2 separate regions of the Arachis hypogaea genome follow, and region 1 is linked to region 2. A link is a contact called in public Hi-C data. All regions are on one chromosome and are shown on one strand. Each heading gives the region's core, a stretch centred on a gene start, on an enhancer-like site or on the middle of the called end of the contact. The rest is flanking DNA. Distances are from core to core; before and after follow the strand shown. Region 1 holds the start of LOC112702667 (probable inactive receptor kinase At5g58300). Region 2 has its middle 6.5 kb from the start of LOC140174466.

What was found. Hi-C and Micro-C count contacts between places; a contact is called where the count stands out from the background.
Region 1: a Hi-C map of an unstated tissue shows a contact between it and region 2, with 6 times the contacts expected there. The contact joins the promoter of LOC112702667 here to the enhancer-like site in region 2. A contact is called at or near these places in 4 of 8 Hi-C or Micro-C datasets (leaf and an unstated tissue).

What each region holds. Positions count from the first base shown.
Region 1 is chr7:16,832,246-16,835,892 of arahy.Tifrunner.gnm2.J5K5, forward strand. LOC112702667 (probable inactive receptor kinase At5g58300) reads left to right here and starts at 1,373. Exons shown (of 3, transcript XM_025753795.3): 1 at 1,373-1,975; 2 at 3,311-3,647. The coding sequence starts at 3,324.
Region 2 is chr7:16,776,742-16,780,577 of arahy.Tifrunner.gnm2.J5K5, forward strand. No RefSeq gene overlaps it. Among protein-coding and RNA genes, the nearest start is that of LOC140174466, 6.5 kb to the right of the region's middle. Within about 2 kb of position 1,885, at least 1 of the 3 cell types and tissues checked has open chromatin away from gene starts, as enhancers often do.

The DNA.
Region 1 (3,647 bases), core at 123-2,622, 55 kb after region 2:
CGTGGATCTGCTGAATGAGGTGGAGGCAAAGAAGAAGAAAGAGGCGCTGGCAAAACTTAAGCGAGTGGTGAAGGACCTACAGCAAAAAGAGGACTTGGCGATTTGTAATTTTCTGGATGCTCCGAACTCCCAATCGTTCCTCCTGCTTCAACCATAGACTCCTTTCGAAACGGCACACAAAACGTGGAGGGAGTGTACGAGTGGGTGAAAATTCTTATCTTTGGCGCTTGTTCAAATGATGGTGTTTGGCTGTTTTAAGGGGTTTTGGGTTCATCATCGTTCCTACTCTTTTCGTTCTTCTTCTTTTTTTTTTTTGAAGATGAAGAACATAAACTTGTTTTTTCTTTTTTTTTTAATTTTTTTAATTTCTGCGGTTGATGATTGTTGAATTGTTATTAAATCTAAAATTTTTAGTAATTTATTTTGGGAATGTTACTGTTGAATTTATTTTGTTGTTGTTACTACTGAATTTGTTGAATTTGGTTGTTGCTGTTGTGAAGGAAAGAAGAAAAATTGGAGTTTTTTGGGTGAAAAAGGGGAAGGAAGGAAAAATTTAAAGAGAGTAGGAGAAACAGGTGGAAAGGGAAGAGACATCTAGGGTGGGAGGTGGGGTGTTTTTGTTTGTTATTTTTATTAATTATTAAGAGTAATTTAGTCAAAAAATTAAAATTGAGGTAGAAAATGATAATTTTATAACGTTTTATAACGTTGAGAATGATTTTAACAAAAAAAAAAGATCAGTGACTATTTTGATTTTGACTCAAGACTTTAGAAATGAAAAAAGTACTTAACCATTTCAATAATATTATTTTCTGTCAATCTCTTTAATCTATCATGATTAGTTTTAATATAAATGAAAAATTATTTGAAATAAGTAGTATGATTACAATTAAATCTATCATATATTAAATAATTTGTTATTATTATTATATATTATTCGATTAAAAGAGCAATATAATAAGAATTTTTACTAAACTTTAAAATTTATTATTGTAATAAAAATTATAATATTAGAAAATAAATTTTGTATAACTCAATCTAAACTATTTTTAGTCATAAATTTATTAAAAAATATATTTTTAATAATAAAAAAATTAATAATTCAGATAGAATAATATATATATATATATATATATATATATATATATATATATATATATATATATATGTGACAATACTACTTATTCCTAGGAAAACACAAATGTTAAGCCCAAGTGGTAAAAGTAAAACTCAAAAAGGTTAATTGAATTTTTTGCTTATTAACGGATAAATAAAATAACAGAACATTCATTTATTCTTTTTTCTTTTCTTTTTCATATGCGTTTCCAGTTTTTGAGAAAACATTAAAGTACTTTCCATCTTAGCCGTTTAAGGATTCATCAAACAGTAACATTATAACAATATAACTTATAAGTCCTACTTACGTGTCCATTGTCTTCTTTTCTTTCTTCTTCTTCTTCTCTCTCTTCCATTGCCATGGGGTCATGGTTGAGTCATGAAAGAGGGTAGTGTATGGCACTGCATTGCCTTGCTGTACACTCTTATTCTTTAATCCATTTGGCTTTTACTCTCTTTTTGTTCCCTCTTTGCTCATTCGTTTACTTTGCCAAATAAAGTAGAAAAAGAAAAAGGCAAAAAAAAACCCTCACTTTTCTGAATCTTGAGCCCTTTTATTTTTTATTTAAAAAAACATTTTTTTATATTTTATTTTGAATTTGGGTTGTGAAGCATATGTCTTTAGTTGTAAACTTGTAGCTGTTACTGAATCTTCTCTCAAGCTCAGGGGAAAAAAAAAAGAAAGCTTTCAATCTCATCATGCAAATTCACACTGGATTTATGTTCTGCTATGCTTCAGATTCTTCATTGTTCTTGTGACAAGTACTTGTCAGAATCTGAAGCTGCTTCAACTTCCATAGCTTCTTCTTCTTCCGAGTTCTGCCATGAATCACCATTCTGCTCCTCAGGTTCCATTAAGGTGAGTAATCATTGAAAAGTGTTACCTTTTTCTTGCCCCTTTATGGTTACTGGTTACTGGTACTTGTAGTTAAGTTGGCAGATCTGGGGTGTTGTGTTTTGAGGGAGTGTTGTTCATGGTTGGTGACAATTTTGGAAAATGGTTTCCACATTGTGGTTTTATTGCTATCTCAAAACTCCAATAATATGTTTTGAAAAATGATTTTTTGGGTCTCTTTTCTCAGATGATGTTGTTGCATGTTTTTTCTTCTGGATGTGTAGCTCTAAAATTGCTAAAAAAATCTGGTTTAGGATCTCAAGTTATCTGGGCAGAAAGGTGTTTTGTTTTTTTCAATTTTTCTTCTGATTAAAAATGAAAAAAGATTTGGTGAACTGCTTTGACTGTTGTTGGTGTTTTAATTTCCTTCCTAATCCACAAAATGTGGTATGTTTTTGAAGAAGAAAACTTGCATTTTAATTCATCCATTAATTCTATATTCAAATGCAGAAATTCAGGACCTTTCCTTTTTCATCTTGAGATTAAAGCAATCTTACAGTAGTTGATGGTTGGCATGAAACGATTTGTTTCTGAGGATAAACTCTAGATATGTTAGTTCAAGCTATCAAAACTAGTCAAAATTTCATTTAGTTTAGTTTTAAGAAAACTATAACTACTCAATGATCTTATACCTACCCATATGACTTAGTTTTACAGTGGAACTCACTCTATTATTATATTAATACATAGAAAGTTATGAATCAGTACATAGCATGTTTGCTTAACTGCTTTTTACTCTTAGTCTTTGTACTTTCTCACCTATGAACTACCAAAAGTAATTGTTTCAACCTTAATTTGATTCGTGTACTTGAGGATGTGGTTGTAATTATCTGATCTGGTTAAAATGTTTCAAACTCTGACTTTTCCCCTTAATTGTTCAGAAGACTTTCTCACCTATAAGCTGCTAAGCATGTTTCTAATTTCACACTGAGCTGGTACTTCGAAACTATGCTTATGGCTGTAGTATGATAAAATTTCTGAAGATGATTGTTTTTAATTTTAATATGTATTTAAAATATCCTCTTAGAATATTATTTTCCTTTAGGCTGTAAATCTAGAGCTTTATTCTTTTTTTCAGTCACAGAAAGTTTGTTCTTCCATTATAATTAAGCAACAATTCATCGGTGGTTTACAATTGCCTATGTGTTTCTTACTTGAATCGGATGCTACGTTTACTTAATTGGAATTGTTCTGTGATTATGTTCTAGAGTTTTTGTTTAGTCTACATTATAGCTTCTTTATGTTGTGCTTATTCTCACTTTATCATTTTTTACTTTGATTTGTGTCATGCTAAATCAGGAAACTATGAAGGATGGAAGAGGTTTCTTTGAATTCAATTGTCAACATTTTATATCTTTCAGCAAGAAAACTATCCATGAAGTTCTATTTACCTCTACTGCATCCTTTATTTTTAAGCATTGTTATTCTTTCTCCTCTGGTCTTTGCTGACTTAAGTTCCGATAAGCAAGCCCTTCTTGATTTTGCTGCGGCTATCCCCCACCGTCGCAACCTTCAATGGAATTCATCTACCAAAGTTTGTACATCTTGGGTAGGTGTCACTTGCAATTCGAATGGCACCCGTGTTGTTTCTCTCCGGCTCCCTGGAATTGGACTAGTTGGCACCATCCCGGCTGAC
Region 2 (3,836 bases), core at 635-3,134:
AAACCAAAAAACAAAAGGCAACATGTCAGAAGTTTAGGGCTTTATATACCAGTAACATACCAATTCCTTTAGATCAGATCCCTTCGGCTTTTCTACAAATTATAGGATCCATCCTATTTTATCAATTTTCATCAGCACCTAGTATGATGCAGGACTGCAAGAAAGACAATAGCAATCAACTCCAAATGCTTATAAATATATATATTTAACAAAAACGGTGAAATTTAGGGTTCCGCGGATCCAACAGGAATGCCGTCTCTCACCGCGGTCATCGCCTCAATCTTCTCCTTCTTTCGTCGTGCTTCCCCTCTTCATCGTCATGTTTTCTTCTTTTCTGCTTTGATGGAAACGTGGGAGGAGATCCTGGTGTAAGAGAGGAGAGATTGAGAGAAAAGGTGGAGAGAAATCAGTGGTCATCAGAAATTCCTTGCAGTCAATAATCACAAGCCCACTCCATTGCTATAAATATATTTACTGAAGATAAGTTTAGGGACAGAGATACCTTAATGAAGCCCTTAGCGTTACTATGGAAGCACTGCCTCCAACAAAAATAAAATATTAGTCTACCATACAGTGGACGCGTTCCTAAGGAACCAAGGGCGGCGATAGCCTCTATCACCGTAGTTGCCTCATTTGCATTCCTCTTCCTTTTTTTCTCTCGATCTAGCGTCCTTGTCTCTCACTGTTGTCACCAGCCACTTCTCCTTCAGTCGTTCTTTCTTTCATCACCTCGTATTTTCTTCTCTATTTCGTTCAGTCTCTGTCTCCCTGAATCCTCTCCGATTTTCTCTACCCATCTTTTCAAATTTTAATTTAGGGAGGACAAATGAAAACAAACATATATATGAGGATAAGAAAAGGAATGATTTTGGAACAAAATGATTTTGAATTTGAAATTCAAATTCCCGCTTAATATCCAACATGTTCAGATCCAAATGCCAATAATAGCTTCTTCTATACTATCATGTATTGGTTTTCTTAATTTTTTTAACATGACACTTGTCAATCGTTCAAGTAAAACACTTGTTGATCATATAGGTTGGACACTTGTCAAACAACCAACCATATACTACTCTCCTATTATATATTAATAGATTCTATTCCAAGCTTGGCATATTCGATTTTCACCCTCTTAGCTTGAGGGGGGATGTTAGTAGATAGCAGGTATTGAGACAGTTGGGCACTGAAAGAAAATAAACTACCGGTTATCATAACTAAATTAGTTACACTTGCAGCTTGTTAAAAGTTAGTTAGAAAAATTAAAATAGTTAAGATTAGAATAGTTAAGCTTATGGCAGCCAATATATAAAAAATGGCATCTATATATAGCAAGGTAATTTTCATCATTTTAAAGTCAAAATTTATATTAAAAACTTCTTAAATTCTGTTCTTACAATATCTCTTTTTTCATCCGTTTTTTCTGTCATCAAGAACAGAGATTTAACAAGAATATTTAAAATTTTAAACATTATATACAGAGTCTGCGTGTGAATAAGATAGAATGTGAATATTTATATGCGAATGAAATATTATATTAGAATCAATATTGATAAAGCTTATCTCAATTCTAAAAATTAGTTTATGAAATAAAAAATGTTTTACAGTTATAAATTATTTAAAATTTTCATTTTTGAGAGAAGTATGATTTGAAATAATAAAAAAACTAAAGTCTGTATTGGCAATAATTTTTTTTAATAATAACAAATATTAAATTTGAAATTTATCCTTTCAAAAAGGAGATGGGGACTTGGGTCCCGCACCCCGTCTGGTGAACAAAATCAAAGTGAGGCTGTGATTCAATTTTTAATTGGGGATTTTAGAAGGTGGAATATTCTGAGTATAGTCAGACAACAAAAATTTGCTGCCATAATTAATTATTTTAATCTGATGATGACTTGAAGCTCCTGTCGTCTATGTAAGAAAGCATTTGACTATGTATACACTATTTAATTTTTTTGTATAAATTATTTTAAAATAAAAAATATATAATTACGAAATTAAATCTTTCAGAGTAACGTGCGTCCATCCTGTATTATTGTCTGGTAGAATGATTTTTCCCCCGACGTTTCAAGTTTTTCAAGTTGGTATTTAGAATGATTTGCAATCAAATATAAATAATAACAATACGATATATATATATATATATATATATATATATATATATATATATATATATATATATATATATATATATATATATATATATATATATATATATGATTAGCATTTCTTAAGTGAACTATGATATGATGAGCTAATCTCTTTTGAATAACCCTTTCTCCACTTTTTAATAAAAAAAAAATATAAACTGCGCGCATTGAAGTTGAGTTAATTTGTTTATACTATAAGATAAAATTAAACTCTCTTAAATATTATTTTTTAATATAAAAATTTCCAAATACATTCACTAATATAAGATTCACAATACTAATTCTATTTATGAATATTTAATCTGATCCAATCCCTTTAGATAAGATGGCATTCTAATTCATAAGGTTCGAATTCAGAGCGAAACAAATTATGTGTTGTGATGGAACTAAAATTTTAATATTAGAAAACCAAATTCTTATAACTAATGTTAAATCTACAATATTTTTAGCTTTAGTTTTTTATTGTAATAAATTTAATCTGAAAGCACTTTTTAAAAATAGAATAATAAAAATTTTAAAATATTTTTATGTTTTTAACGTATTGAAGATGTAAAAAAAAAAATTATATTTTCACTAATTTTTTAGGTCAATTCTAATTTAAAAAAATTTTTGTGTACATAAAATAAATACAAACACTTAATCTTATTTTAAAAATTTAAAATATAATATATTCTATGCAATAATTATCCAATCAGTCATAAAAAAATTAATATAATCTATAAAATTATTATGTAAAATTTAAACTAAAAAATATGTTTAATAAACTCAAAAACTTAAAAGTAAATAGTTAATGATTTAACACACACACGCCCGGTTTTCCCTTGGTTCCATCACTGGCTATATGTAAGGTCGGATGCAGATTTATCCTTAACCTAACTCTGCTACTCTCTTGATATATTATAGCATATAATTAAAATTTATTATGCATATATAATGATATTGATGGAGATCAAATCTAAATTTTTTCACTTTTATAATTTTAACAAGGATTTTATTATAATTTTTGTTACTTTTAATTTTAATATAGACTTAATTAATATATTTATGAATTACAAAATAATTAAATATTATATTTGACTGAAAAAATTGATTTGTTGTGAATCGTCAGATAAAATATTAAACTTTAGAATACAGATAGAATTAGAGTAAAAAATTCTCAATTCACAAGTAAAATATAATTAATTTTTAAAAACAATTTAAATTCACCAATAAAATTAAAATAAAGTATAAATACTAAATACTACTCTATTCTATCCATTATTAACCCTACTTCAACAAGAGAGGTTGAATCATCACTTGATGTTAGAATTTTGATTTCTACGCTTAGGCCAACATATCATTATCAATAATAATGTTTTTACGTATTAAGAAATCAAAATACTTAGATACATAGTCCAAAATTTAAAGCGATTTTAAAGTGAAAAATAGTAATAAAAAGTATAGATTGTAAATTTCAAAAGAAAAACCAAACTGATAATTCAAATAAAACTAAAAATACTAAAATTAAAATATCAACCTTATTCAGAAAAACTATAAATACATTTATGGCAGATAAAATATGAACTGAAAAACAAAATTAAATAGTATGTGAATGTGAACAAGTCAATTAAAAAAAGTGAGATTCATGATTGAGTCTACATTTAAATTCGTCACCATGTCCATACCGACTGGAACAAGAACAACACA